Linked DNA regions of Mus musculus: region 2 is linked to region 1. Evidence: chromatin contacts called from public HiChIP or PLAC-seq data. All regions are on one chromosome and are shown on one strand. The core of a region is the stretch at or near the end of the contact, and the rest is flanking DNA. Distances in the headings are between cores, read along the strand shown.

What was found. HiChIP or PLAC-seq counts read pairs in DNA pulled down with a chosen protein or histone mark.
Region 2: a contact with region 1 is called in an H3K27ac HiChIP or PLAC-seq map of embryonic stem cells, with 5 read pairs. The contact joins the promoter of Sp6 here to the enhancer-like site in region 1. A contact is called at or near these places in 2 of 39 promoter capture datasets (fetal liver and hematopoietic stem and progenitor cells), 1 of 15 datasets of contacts at CTCF or cohesin (embryonic stem cells), 3 of 484 Hi-C or Micro-C datasets (cumulus cells, induced pluripotent stem cells and morula), 4 of 115 datasets of contacts at active chromatin or transcription factors (bone marrow-derived macrophages, embryonic stem cells and stem cell-derived anterior neural progenitor cells) and 3 of 9 other capture datasets (adipose tissue, liver and pancreatic islet).

The regions. Positions count from the first base shown.
Region 1 is chr11:96,895,298-96,901,939 of GRCm38.p6, forward strand. It overlaps Gm38961 (a long non-coding RNA gene), which reads right to left. Exons shown (of 3, transcript XR_880184.2): 2 at 4,937-5,054. Among named protein-coding and RNA genes, the nearest start is that of Gm38961, 3.9 kb to the right of the region's middle. RefSeq lists an enhancer at 6,416-6,642. Within about 2 kb of position 4,279, at least 38 of the 459 cell types and tissues checked have an H3K27ac peak or open chromatin away from gene starts, as enhancers often do. A contact at or near this core is called in embryonic stem cells, induced pluripotent stem cells and stem cell-derived anterior neural progenitor cells, where this site is marked.
Region 2 is chr11:97,015,673-97,022,314 of GRCm38.p6, forward strand. It overlaps Sp6 (trans-acting transcription factor 6), which reads left to right and starts at 3,070. Exons shown (of 2, transcript NM_001363230.1): 1 at 3,070-3,355; 2 at 5,734-6,642. The coding sequence starts at 5,791. It overlaps Gm11532 (predicted gene 11532), which reads right to left. Exons shown (of 2, transcript NR_133649.1): 1 at 5,712-6,642; 2 at 4,836-5,242.

The DNA.
Region 1 (6,642 bases), core at 3,029-5,528:
CCATAAAAGTTGGACAGGGTGGTTCATGTACACAATCCAAGCGTTTTGAAGCATGAGGAGCTCTAGTTCTGTGCTGTTTATAGAGACTTTGTAGAGAAATCAAACAGAGGCTATGGGAAAAATTATATATATGAATGATATACACACACACACATATGTGTGTGTGTATGTGTGTGTATGTGTATGTGTGTGTATGTGTGTGCATGTGTATGTGTTTATGTGTATGTGTGTGTGAATATGTGTGTGTGTATGTGTGTGTGTGTATGTATGGTGTAGCATGTGTGTGTGTGTGTGTGGTATGTGTATGTATGTGGTGTTTGTGTGTGGTATGTACATATGTATGTGGTGTATATGTGTGTGTCTGGTACTTTATATAATATAAAGTATCCAGCATGGAGTCTAGTACATTATAAGAGATTAAAAATGATCAAGGGGGCCAGGCGGTGGTGGTGGCGCATGCCTTTAATCCCAGCACTTGGGAGGCAGAGGCAGGCAGATTTCTGAGTTCGAGACCTGCCTGGTCTACAGAGTGAGTTCTAGGACAGCCAGGGCTACACAGAGAAACCCTGTCTCGAAAAAAACCAAAAACCAAAAATAAACAAAAAGAATTTTTTTAAAAAAAAGGGTTGGGGGTTTAGCTCTGTGGTAGAGCACTTGCCTAGGAAGCACAAAGCCCTGGGTTCGGTCCTCAGCTCTGAAAATAAATAAATAAATAAAAAATGACCAAGGGAAAGGGAAGTTTTAAAATGTTCTATTTTGAGCGCTGGAAAGATGACTCAGTGGTTAAGATCATTTCCTGTTCTTCCAGGGAACAGAGATTTTGTTCCCAGTACCTTTCTGAGTGGCTTTACAACTACCTAGGTAACTCAAGCTCCAGGGGGGATCTGACACTGTGTTCTGGTCCTCAAGGGTACCCACATACATATGGTATGGCACGCGCACACACACACAAACACACATACATGCACACATGCAATTAAAAGGAGAAACACAAAGGCTTGATTCTTGTAAAAAAATTCTATTTTGGGCCAGCCTGGTAAGACAGACTAGCATAGGAGGTCATCTGCCATTCTAAGCCTGCTATCCTGGGTTCAGCCCTAGGAACCCATATGGTGGAAGGAAAGAACCAACTCTCACCAGTTGCCCTCTGACCCTCTCATGCTCTTCGTCTCACACACACACACACACACACACACACACACACACACACACACATGGAATGCTCAAAGAAGATCTTTAGCATTTTTCTGTTTCACAGACGAAAGTGAAGTTTAGGAAAACAAGACCAGCTAGATCCTAGAGCTTAAGATGTGGAAGAGGAGTCTTCCAGGAGCTCCATCCCTGAGCTCCATTCAGGCTGCTTCTCACCACCAGACCGCATAGGAGAGGCCCTTTCTCTCTTGCTCCTTGACTCAGCCCTGCCTCCCATATTCTTTGTGCTCCCAGCTGGGGACATGGGTACCCGTCCTGGGCTCTGGGTCCTGTCTGCAGAGGAGAGCCCGGTTCTTTTCTTCTTCAGGGCATCACAGAAGGCAGTAAAGGGAGCAGGGACTAAGATTCAGGGCCCATAATTCAGTGGTGATCAGCTTTGGAGGAGGCACTGGGACAAGGATATTAATAACTGTGCACTGGGAACAAACACGTGGTGCTCACATAAAACATGGGCTGGTTGTGTTGTTGGTTATTGTCGTCTTCTTTCTTCGGGAGCGAACAGGGCCACAGGGCATTAAATTATCTCTTGAGATGATGCCAGTAGTAAGTCGGGCAGATTAGAAGCACCGTTTGGCACTGCCCACCAGCTCACCTCTGACCTTTCCAACCCATCTTTGGCCTGGTCCTGTTTTGTATTGCGCCAGTTCCTCCCTTCTGGGCTAGCTGTGTTCATCATTAAGAGCCTCCGTCTACATGGACAAAATGGGCGATTTCCCATCACCCAAACAAGAGTTACTGTGTGTTATTTCTTACCCCAAATCAGAATACGCGTCCAGCGTGGGAGGGAGAAGGATTCTTAGGGACAAAGGTTTGGAATATTTGGAATGAGCACAGTTCTGGAAATGAGATCCACAGAGATGTGATGAGAAATCAATACAACTACTGACCCTTGTGTGGCAGGGCCAGTGGTCAGGTTCTTTTCTGAGTGTTTTCCCAGGCGGGAGTTGTGGAGCCTCTCACCTTAGGCAGTAGCTACTCTGATTCTTAGTTGCTTCTAACCTGAGGAGAGCCACACTCACAGCCAGAAGTGAAGAGCCCAAGGTGTGGTTCATCCAGGCTGGCCAGCCGTGCTGGTCTATGTTTCCACCCACTGGATGACCTGGAATACGTTTCTCTAGGGAAGGAACCTTATTTGTAATTATCGAGAGTGTCCTGGCTTGATTGACAATATGAAGCATCAGAGCTCCTTCCTGCGCTCAGAGGAAATGGCTCTGGAGGTAACAGTATAGCTCTGCCCCACGCACCCGGGCATGCACATCCACACTCGGGAACACAAGATAAATAGAATTATCACTGAAAATGCTTTTTAAAAAAAAAACTATGCTTACATATATGTCTGTCTAAAAGACATAGAGGCCAGAGGTGTGCATTCTTCCTGGACAAAAAGTTACAGGCAGTTACAGGGAGCTGTCTGGTGTAGGTAATAGGGATTGAACTCAGGCCTCTGGGAGAGCACGCAGTACTCTTAACTACAGAGCCATCTTTTCAGCCCAAAACGTTTTTTTTTTTTTTAATCCTTTTTTAATTAGCTATTTTCTTCATTTACATTTCAAATGCTATCCCGAAATTCCCCTATACCCTCTCCTTACCCTGCCCCCCAAAATGTTTTCTTTTGTTTAGTTTTCCCTAAAGAATTTGCTCCTAAGGGACAGCTGCAGCTTGGGGTGGGGGTGGGGGATGTGCGTCTCTGAGAGGTGAGCACTGCAGGACCTGGCTTGTACATGAATACACTACCACGTGCGGCTCTCATTCCCACTTAAAGGTGAGCATGCCACGCAGGAGATATCTCAAGCCAGGCATTGGTCACAGAGATGCAGGAAGTTAGGGCATTTTCACTGCAAACAAAATTAGCAGCCTCTTTTGAAAGACTCCTAGAGATATTCTCAATAGGAGACCCTACCTAAGGTCATGGGCAGAAACCTGCTCTGTTGCTATGGTAACCTTTCTTGAGGCAGGGTCTTATGGAGCCCAGGCTGGGCTCTAACTTAAGCATCCTAGGATGATGTCAATTTGAACTTCTGATCCTCCTGCCTCCACCTCCCAAGTGCTGGGATTACAGGCATGTACCACTATGCCCAGCTATTTTAACATTTTTATCTTAAAATATTTCTCCATTAAAAAAATACACTGCCAGGGGGCTGGAGAGATGGCTCAGTAGTTAAGAGCACTGGCTGCTCTTCCAGAGGTCCTGAGTTCAGTTCCCAGAGACCACATGGTGGCTCACAACCATTTGTAATGGGATCTAATGGAACCTTCTAGTGTGTCTGAAGTCAGCTATAGTGTGTACTCATACACAAAATAAAGAAATCTTTTAAAAAGTTACATTATATATGATATATGTAATTTTATTATATATATGTATGTATGTGTGTATATATATGTGTGTGTTTGTGTATATATATACATATATATATATATATATATATATATATAGAGAGAGAGAGAGAGAGAGAGAGAGAGAGGATATATATGTATAGATCCTCTATGTCTGTAACTTTCACAACAAATGTTAGTTATACTGGAGTTTGATTTTCAGCTGATAGGAGGCTTCAAAAGACCCTGGATTGATCGAGGGCTCTTTCTTCTCCATGTCCCTATATTTTTCTCCTTTTTTTTTTTTTTTTTTTCCTTTCCAACTTCAAAAGCAAGCAAAGCCCAGCTTCAAAGGCAAGGCTGACTATGCAGACCCCACTACCCTTTAGAGTTTCTCAGCTTCCCTGCCAAGACTTTATAGTTGTTATAGCTCAGGCTTTCACTCAACCAAGCTCCCGTACAGGAGGCTAACCATTTCTAAGTTGCCCGGACTCCTAAGTGTGGGATTCTGGGCCCTGAGACCCAGCCTGAGAGAGGCAGAGACAGGGGAGACACAAGGAGTCATTTAATTCTACATTAAAAAAGACGGTCCCCTCCCCGCGCACATCCCTCCTCCTCCTCCCGCCCCAGCTCCCTTCCAATCACATCAGAGACCCCAGAGGGGGCTTGACCTCTGTCCTCCAGGGAGGTCAGCTGGAGTGACCCTGTCTGTGTGTAGGATCCCGTGAGAGAGACCCAGCTGCAGACCCTGGAGGGCTGAAGCACACCCTGAAACGGGGCCGGGGTCACTGAGGGCAGCCTAGGCAGAGGGAGGGGCTCCGCTGGCCCTTTGTGAGCAGAGGAACAGGCGGAGATTCGTTCCACAGGCAGTGCCTGTGTCTCCAGAGAAAAGGCCTATTATGGACCGGCTAAAAATACAGGGCACAACCCACCCCACCCCACCTCCCCTTTTATTGCCATGGAGATGAAGGGTGGGCTCTGGATGGTAGAGAGCCAAAGAGGGGAAAGAAAGGCAGGTGAGGAAGGGGAGGAGATGGGAGAGAGAAGTGGAGAAGCCAGCGGGAGGGGGTCAGGGGGAGAGGCAGGATCTACTAGAGTGGCTGGTGGGGGGTCCCCAAGTTTCCCCTTTTCCCCTCCGCATCCTGCCTGCTGGGTCAGACACTGCCTGGGGTCTGTGAGGGCAAAGAATGGCTTGTTCACTACTCTGTAGCTAGGCCTGTGACCTTTGAGATGATGGGAATGAATAGGCAAAGTGGCTACATGGCAGACAGCTGACAAACAGCTGCCAGGCTTCACCCGGCTCCTACACACACCAAGTGTCCCAAATCACTGACTCTTCAAGGCATCTGACCCCCACCCATCTTCTGAACATCCACAAACATTGATATGATGTCAGCTAAGTTCCGCTTACCTGTGCCTTTCTGAGGTATCTTCCGTTCTCAGAGAGGGCGTCCTTCTATGAGGTGCAAATATGTCTCCTGCTGTTACATGAACCCCATGGGGCCTCCACAGTGAGATAAGCTGGGTCCCTAACATAAAAAATGACCAAAGTTTGGCAGTTCTTGAAATGAAGTATTTGGGGGGGAAAAAGCTACCGGGAAGACCATGGCTGGGGGTGGGGAGCCGTAGTCCACAGTTGAGAAAGTATCAAAGGTTAGTAAAAGTTCTGGAGTGAGAAGTGATTGTGGCCATTATCACATATGGCCTAAACACCTTGGTGGGCCACAGGGAAGCTGTCTGAAGATGCCAGGATCCTGGGCACTGCTTCAGTGTGAACACAGAAAGTCCTGGGCAAGGACTTCATACATTTCACCAACTGGATGTTCAGGTAAGTGTGCAGGCCAATGGACAGGGACAGAATCCACTTAGAACTTGCTCAAGGATCATGGCTGCTCTGCAGTTCTGGGCCTGAAGAGCCTTTCTGCGAGTTAGAAAAGCCTCTGTGATCTCAACTGGGATAGCTAGCATCTAGCCTCTTCCTCTTATTGGAGGTGGAAGAGAAGGTGATACTCAGGCTGATATCGAGGGTGTCCCAGTCTGGAGATATTCAAGGATTCATAAGTGACAGTGATCTCCCACTAGCAAGAGGACAAACTCTCGCCTGCTCTCTGGGAAGCCCACATGGGAAGCCTCAGGGAAAACTATGGCCTCCAAAGGACTTGTAGCAAGGTGTGGCAAGCTGGCACATGGAAAGTAGGGGAGGAAAAGGTAGAAAATGTAAACTTGGAGAAAACACTCAGTCTCTCTTCCCTCTGTTTCTCCCCTGGGTCCCACTGTCTGGAGAGGCCGAGGAGGCAGGCTCCTTGGGCAAGAGCAGATACGGTGTTCGGGAAGAAGCAGAGATGAGCTGGTCCCTGTGGGTGTGGGACCAGCAGCATCCTGTGCTCTGGGTTTAAGAGCGCCAGGTGCCCGCAGGTGTTGGGGAAGGCCTTCTTGCATCTGGAGGGGTTCTAAGGCTCCCGGGCTGTCAAGAAAGGCAGGCAGCTCTGCTATTTGCCCCTTCTCATTTAACACCAAGGCTTCTGCCCAAATGCTAGCGCCCAGATTGTATTTATGACTGTTTTAAGAAGGAGTGACAGAGCCTTTTAATATCCCTGACAGCCCAGGATGTTTTAATAGATGGTGGAGCTGGGGCTTCTGGAGTTAAGAAAAGAGAGAGGAGCGGCCAAGGGAGCTGTCAGGCCTGGTTTCTATGACAGACCCACTGATCGACTGGACGACAAAATAAAATACGGGGCCGTGTCTCTCCTCGGCCCCGTCAGGTTGACAGACAGTCTGTCACCACTGCATGTCATCTTTCACCTCCTAATCACTCAGGCTGAGAGGAAACCTGTGTTTAACAAGGAGTCCCTACAGTATTTCCTCCTCAAATGCTACCTTAAAGGCAGGCTTCTCTTTCAAACAGCCCGCAACTCCAAGCGCCAGTAGGCAGTTTTATTTATTTATTTATTTATTTATTTATTTATTTATTTATTTATTTATATTGGATTTCAAACAGGTCACTCTTCTATAGAGAGCCTTGACTCAGTGCTGGGTTTGAACCTAGGGCCTCTGGCCCGTTGGGCAGGTGCTCTACATAGAACTGAACTACAGCCCCAAGCCTTCAGGGCAGCTGTT
Region 2 (6,642 bases), core at 1,820-4,319, 120 kb after region 1:
GGCCTTGGCAGTCAAGTCAAGGTTAGATCACCAGCTGTCATTTGGTAGGAAAACAACTAGTAAGTGGGGGAAATCGAATGAGTTGGAAACCAGGGAACGAAGTCTAGGATGTCTGAGAGAAAGAGAGACAGGCAGGGTAGAGAGGTGGTATGGGTGAATGGTATAGGAGCAACCTCCCTACAGGAATCTCATGCCAACAAGCCACAAGCAATGGTGGGGTCTTTGCTCCAGGATGGGGCAGTGTTAAGGTGAACCTGGGGTGGGGTTTCTACCATTCTCTTCCCAGGTGTTATCCAAGAAAAGATGAGCAGCACAGGGGTGGGGTGGGGAAAAAGGTCGTCTGACACCTTTAAATGCATATATGGATTCGAGATGACCTTAGACTGGCGTTATCTCATGCCCGCCTGGCCCTTAGCACCATCTTTGCCTGCCTGACCCAGAGAGCAGTAGATCGGTGGTTCTCATCCTCCCTAAGGCTGTGACCCTTTAATACAGTCCCTCATAAAATTATTTCCCTTTCGCTTTATAACTGTAATTTTGCTACTGTCATGAATCACAATATAAATATCTGATATGCAAAATATCTGATCCTCCACCCTCAAAGGGGTCGAGACCTACACACCACCACTGGTTACAGTAGATGCAACAGACTACGGACAACTGGGAAGGAGGGACTGGCATAGGGAGGGATCTATTTAGTGTTATTCCAGTAGTCACTCAGGTCAGGCTCTGCTTCCTACATGACGAGCCTCTAACTCTGCTGGAGGGACCTATGAACTGAGAACACAAAGCCCACTAATCAGGACTGGGAGGCTGGGAGGACCAACCGTGTTGATAAAAAGTGTGAATTTGGACACAAGGAGCCAAAGGGATGCTTAAGAGTCTGTTATGTGATCCTGAAGGCAGGGAAGAGGAAGCTCCTGTCTGACTACCAATCTCTCCCTAATGTCTTCCATTTCCAAATGGCGATCCTTCACTCCCAGGTCAATTGAAGAAGCTGAGGCATAGAACAATCTAATCCTCGAGGGCCACCATATTAGATACAGCACTGGGTTCAGAGTTTAGGTTCTTGAATTTCTAGTCCAAAGGGTTTTGTGAATATGCTTTTACTCTGTACATGTAACACATTTATTAAAAAAAAAATGATTAAGGGTTTATTCTGTTCCTAGCAGGGACCTCACAGAATTTGCTCTTTTAGATACAATTAATTTATTTAAGCCCCAGGGAAGCCTCACAGAGTGTACCCGGGTTCTCCAGGTGAAGGACTCCGGTTTTAGAAAACACACAGGTGCCCAAATGGCTAGAACACTGACCACTAGGAAGACGTGCATACTCTGGGAAAACTATACACATACATTGATGTTCGGAAGCCTCATAGACTCAGGTAAGCTGTTTCAAAGTCATACTTCAGTGCATCTCAAACGGGAACAGAGGGCAGGTAAACTATTCAGAGTAAAATGAGAACCTGTGATTCTAGGAGCTGGGAAGTTGAGGCTGGAAGATCTCTGTATGTTCGAGTATGTTCAAGGCTAGCATGAGCAACTGAGTCATGCCAGCCTGGGCGAGACACACACACACACACACACACACACACACACACACACAGAGAGAGAGAGAGAGAGAGAGAGAGAGAGAGAGAGAGAGAGAGAGAGAGATTAAATCAGCCTAATTTCAGAACTTTTGGAAACTGACTGTAAAATGTGCATAGAGAAAGCCAACAGCGGTAACGAAAGAAACAACAACGAAAATCGCTTTGAAATCCCGTGTTTGTTTAAAAAAAGGGGGGGGGGGTTTAGCAGGGCAGTGGTGGCAAACGCCTTTAATCCCAGCACTTGGGAGGCAGAGGCAGATGGATTTCTGAGTTCAAGGCCAGCCTGGTCTACAGAGTGAGTTTCAGGACAGCCAGGGCTACACAGAGAAACCCTGTCTCGAAAAAACAAAACAAAACAAAACAACAACAACAACAAAACAAACAAACAAGTCACCTCGGGAGATCAACGCGCTCTGAAGGCGGCAGGGAAGGCTCCTGAGCTACTTCTAATCTGGCCATCAGGGCAGAGAGTTAGGGGGACTCTGGTACCCACCTGAGCTGGGGGTGGGGCAGTGTCTCAGGATTTCCACCAATTCGGATCCTGAGAGTTCTGTGTAGCTGAGTGGCTGTGTGGCTGTGCTGAAAATGTACCAGAATGTGACTTTGCACGGGTGCGCTTATTTCCTCCAAAAGACCTTTCTCTAAACGTATACTCAGCTGAGACTAGGAAAGAGCCCGCGACAAAAAGTCTTGTTCAATCCGCTGCTGAAATGTTCCTTCCCAGGCCCTTTCAGATGCCCGCCCAACCCTCTGATCCCAGTGCGCCCCAGCGAGGGTGTCAGGCGCAGGCTGAGCAACCCGGACCGGGAGGAAGGCGGCGGGTTTAGGAGGTGGATTTCTGTGGTACCCGGCTTGCCGGAAACTGAGGAAGACATTGAGGGCATGGTGATCACCCAGAAAGGCCAGTGACGGGAGAGAGGGGAAGGATCTCTGGAAACCAGGAGGGGAAAGTTCATAGTGGTGGTGGAAAGGGACGGGGGAACGGTGTAGCCAAGATAGAACTCTCATGGCTTAGTGCTGGGTGTGGGCCGGCCAGAAACGTAGTTTTCAAACCTGTTTCCTTTTTTTTCCCACTCAGTTCTAGCACTGCGCGGCTAGGACGGGTGGGTCAAAAGCACTGGTAGCCACGTGTGCCTTAAGAAGGCTCGGTAGCTTCTCCAGGACCCTCTGTCCTTCGTCCCATCCAGGATCTGAATCTTGTTCCCCGCCTGGACCGGGCCAGCTCCGGGTTAGATTTCCATGGCATCGGACGGGTCTCCGAACTCGGGGGAAAAAACTCTCGCAACTCAAGCTCTTAACTCAGAAGTGGTGGGGACCTGGGAGGAGTGAGGGAGAGGGAGGGAGGTGGCCTGGATAGCCATCCTTCTTGTCTGCCCCCTCCTCGCGCTGGGCTGGGCTTCGCCTCCAGCCAAGCCTGCAAGGGTTAAAGGCGGCCGCAGGTGAGGTGGGCGGGGCCGCGGGTTCGGGGGAAAAAGGAGTGCAGGGGAGAGGATGAAGGCAGAGAGTGCGGTGAGTCACGGGCGGAGCTGGCCTCGCTCGCTCGCTCGCTCGCTCGCTTACTCGCTCACCGGCGCCCGCCCGCCCTCCGCCCTCCCGCCGGCTCTCACTGCCTCCACCGTCGCGGATCACCCAGCCCGGTCGCAGCCCCGGCTTGCCCTCGGCTCCTGTCCCACGCCGCTGAGAGCCGGCCAGCGCGCAGGGCCCATGAGCGCCCGTCTGTAGCGCGCCAGCCTGCGGTGCCCCAAGCCCGAGCGCAGCCGCCAGGTAGGAGCCCGGGTCCGCGCGGTCACGGGTGCGCGCTGCGGAGATCTGGGGTCAGGGGGTGGGTGGGGAAAGGTGTTCGGAACACCGCAGCCTAAGCTGGCTTCTTGGGGAGGGGGACGTCCTAAAGGATCCGAAGGGCTGGGAGCCCCGACGGAGGAAAAACCGGGAGGACGGGAGGGACCAAGGGAGTTTGGGAACTGGGGAAACTGGAGCAACTGGGACAACCGGAGGATTGAAACATTGAAAACCTTGTTTGAACGGAAGTCCCCACCGCCTGAGTACCGGGAAACGGGAGAGGCAGCGGATCCAATGGGACTTAGGGCGTCTCTGCCGTCTTTCTCCAATTGGAGAGCCGATGTGCTCGCTCCTTTCTTTTCGTGCAACCTTGGTGGCAGGCCATTACACGCTAGGCCTGGGCTCAGGATCTCTGTCCAGAGAGGCCCCTCTGCAACCTGGTCACCCTAGCCTTCCCATCCCCCAGACCCTGGGGCAGTTCCCAGTCTCCAAAAGCTCTTAGGGTCCCAGAATCTCACTGCTCCCGCCCCAACCCCTTCTGGGCCGCCCCGCCCCGGCCTGAGGCTCCGTTCCTGCTGCTTCACCCAGTCCCTTTCTTGTGGTAAGGCAGCCCGAGCCTGAGTAGGCACCCGGGTCCTCCTCTTCCTTGCCTCTCCCAGATTTTCAATGCTACTTCCCTGGTCCCAGAGTCGGAAGGTGGTAGGGTCAGGTGAGTCCTGCTTGGGGAAGGCCCTAAATCATTGGCCTCCTGCACCCCAGGCCCCACACGGGCAAGGTTCCAAGGCTCTAGGGAGAGATGGAGAGAAGACTGGGACCTTATGGTCACAGATTTGTAGTAGAGAAAGGGGTGGAAATTGTAAGCTCTTCTCTTCTCTTCTCTTCTCTTCTCTTCTCTTCTCTTCTCTTCTCTTCTCTTCTCTCCTCTCCTCTCCTCTCCTCTCCTCTCCTCTCCTCTCCTCTCCTCTCCTCTTCCTCTTCTTTTCTCTTCTCTTTTTCTTCTTCTTCTTCTTCTTCTTCTTCTTCTTCTTCTTCTTCTTCTTCTTCTTCTTCTTCTTCTTCTTCTTCTTCTTCTTCTTCTTTTTTCCTTTTGAAACAGGGTCTCATTGCGTAGCCCACGCTGCCAAAGCCTTCTGTTTCAGGCTCTTGCATTGAGTACTGGGAATATTTATTAGCCGGTTCCCACCAGGCCCAGCAACATCTCCTGTTCTTTTTCTTATATTTCCCTCTTCCTCCCTCCTTCCCTCTCTCCCTTCCTTCTTTTGCTGTGTAGCCTAGGCTGGCCTGGAACTCTGCATTCTTCTGCTTCAACTTCCTGAGTGGCTAGATTAAAGACTTGCATCACCACACCCAGGCTAGATCTTTAGGTTTCTGCTGGGCCTTAGGTTTCTAATGTTTAAAGAAGGAGAATAGATTCCCAGAGGGACTGCACAGAGTGTGTGGGCTGCATAGAGTGTATTTGTTGATTGAATAATTAAATGAACATTTTATTCTAGTCACTGATCCAAATTCAGCTTGCTTTAAATGAGAGCAGGCTCTGGACAGTAGCTCGGAATACTTGGCTGGACATTAGAGGCGCCTATACGTGCCCCCCCGCCCCCCCCCCCCTGTGCTTGCCATTGAGCTCTGGGTTAAGGGATCCTTCAAGCTCGGGTGCTGTCTCCCTTAGGGAGCTGCGGTTAGATTTGCCTGAGTGTCTGACAAGCATCTCTGGGTGATCTCCTTCTGTGGTAATTCCACCCCTCCCAGCTTCATATGGAGGGAAAAGGAGGTGGGTGAGGGAGTGGGCCAACCAAGCTAGTCAGGGAGCAGGGGAGTGTGTAGCAAGGTTAAATGCCTTTCCACATCGGTGGTACAGCAGGTCTGGGATTGGCTCTAGGAAAAAAAAAAAAAAAAAAAAAAAAGCTCAGGCCTTATTCTGGGCTTTCTGAAGAGCAAAACACCTCAAACAGCCAGCAGCAGACATATCCTACCTACTGTACCCCATCTGTGTCCTGAGTTAGACTGGAGCTAAGACGACTCTAGATCGTCCAAATAGGTTGGCAGCAAGTCTGCCGGGGGTGGGGGTGGGAACTGCCCAGACTGCTGTGTGGAGATGGCTCCGGTGGCTTTGGGACCAGTCCAACCCCCCCCCCCCCCCCGAATAAGCTGAGTCTTAAGGGCGGGGTCACTTAGTGGAAAGGCCATCCTGTGCCCTGACCTGGACTTTCACATCCATTTCTTCCTAGCATTCCCAAGCTCTAGTCCTCACCCAGAGTCACGCCCCTTTTCCTGATAGGGGCTGGGAAGGAGCCCGTTGCTGAGAAGGGATCTGGGTTAGAAGGGGAAGTAAGTTCTTGCTCACATCTCATCCTTGCCACTTCTAGGTTCCATCTGAGGTACCCTTGACCGTCCCTGCCTTCATTCCATCCCGGATCCCGGCAATGCTAACCGCTGTCTGTGGCTCTCTGGGCAGCCAGCACACCGACGCGCCTCACGCTTCACCGCCGCGCCTCGACCTGCAACCTCTCCAGACATACCAGGGTCACACGAGCCCGGAGGCTGGGGACTACCCCTCCCCGCTGCAGCCTGGAGAGCTGCAGAGCCTCCCGCTGGGCCCGGAGGTAGACTTTTCACAGGGCTATGAGTTGCCAGGGGCCTCCTCGCGGGTAACCTGCGAGGACCTGGAAAGTGACAGTCCCTTGGCACCGGGACCCTTTTCCAAGCTCCTGCAGCCGGACATGTCACACCACTATGAATCGTGGTTCCGGCCGACTCACCCAGGCACAGAGGATGGCTCGTGGTGGGACCTTCATCCCGGCACCAGCTGGATGGACCTCCCCCATACTCAGGGAGCGCTGACCTCACCTGGCCATCCGGGGGCGCTTCAGCCTGCTTTGGGAGGATACGTCGGAGACCATCAGCTCTGTGCTCCGCCGCCCCACCCGCACCCGCACCACCTCCTCCCAGCCGCTGGTGGGCAGCACCTTCTGGGGCCACCCGACGGGGCTAAGGCCTTGGAAGCGGCCGCACAAGAGTCCCAAGGGCTGGATTCCAGTCTGGATGCAGCGTCCCGACCCAAAGGCTCCCGGCGATCAGTTCCCCGCAGCTCAGGGCAGACCGTGTGTCGCTGCCCCAACTGCCTGGAGGCGGAGCGACTCGGGGCTCCGTGCGGGCCCGATGGGGGCAAGAAGAAGCATTTGCACAACTGCCACATCCCAGGCTGCGGCAAGGCATACGCTAAGACGTCGCATCTGAAGGCGCACCTGCGGTGGCACAGCGGTGACCGACCCTTC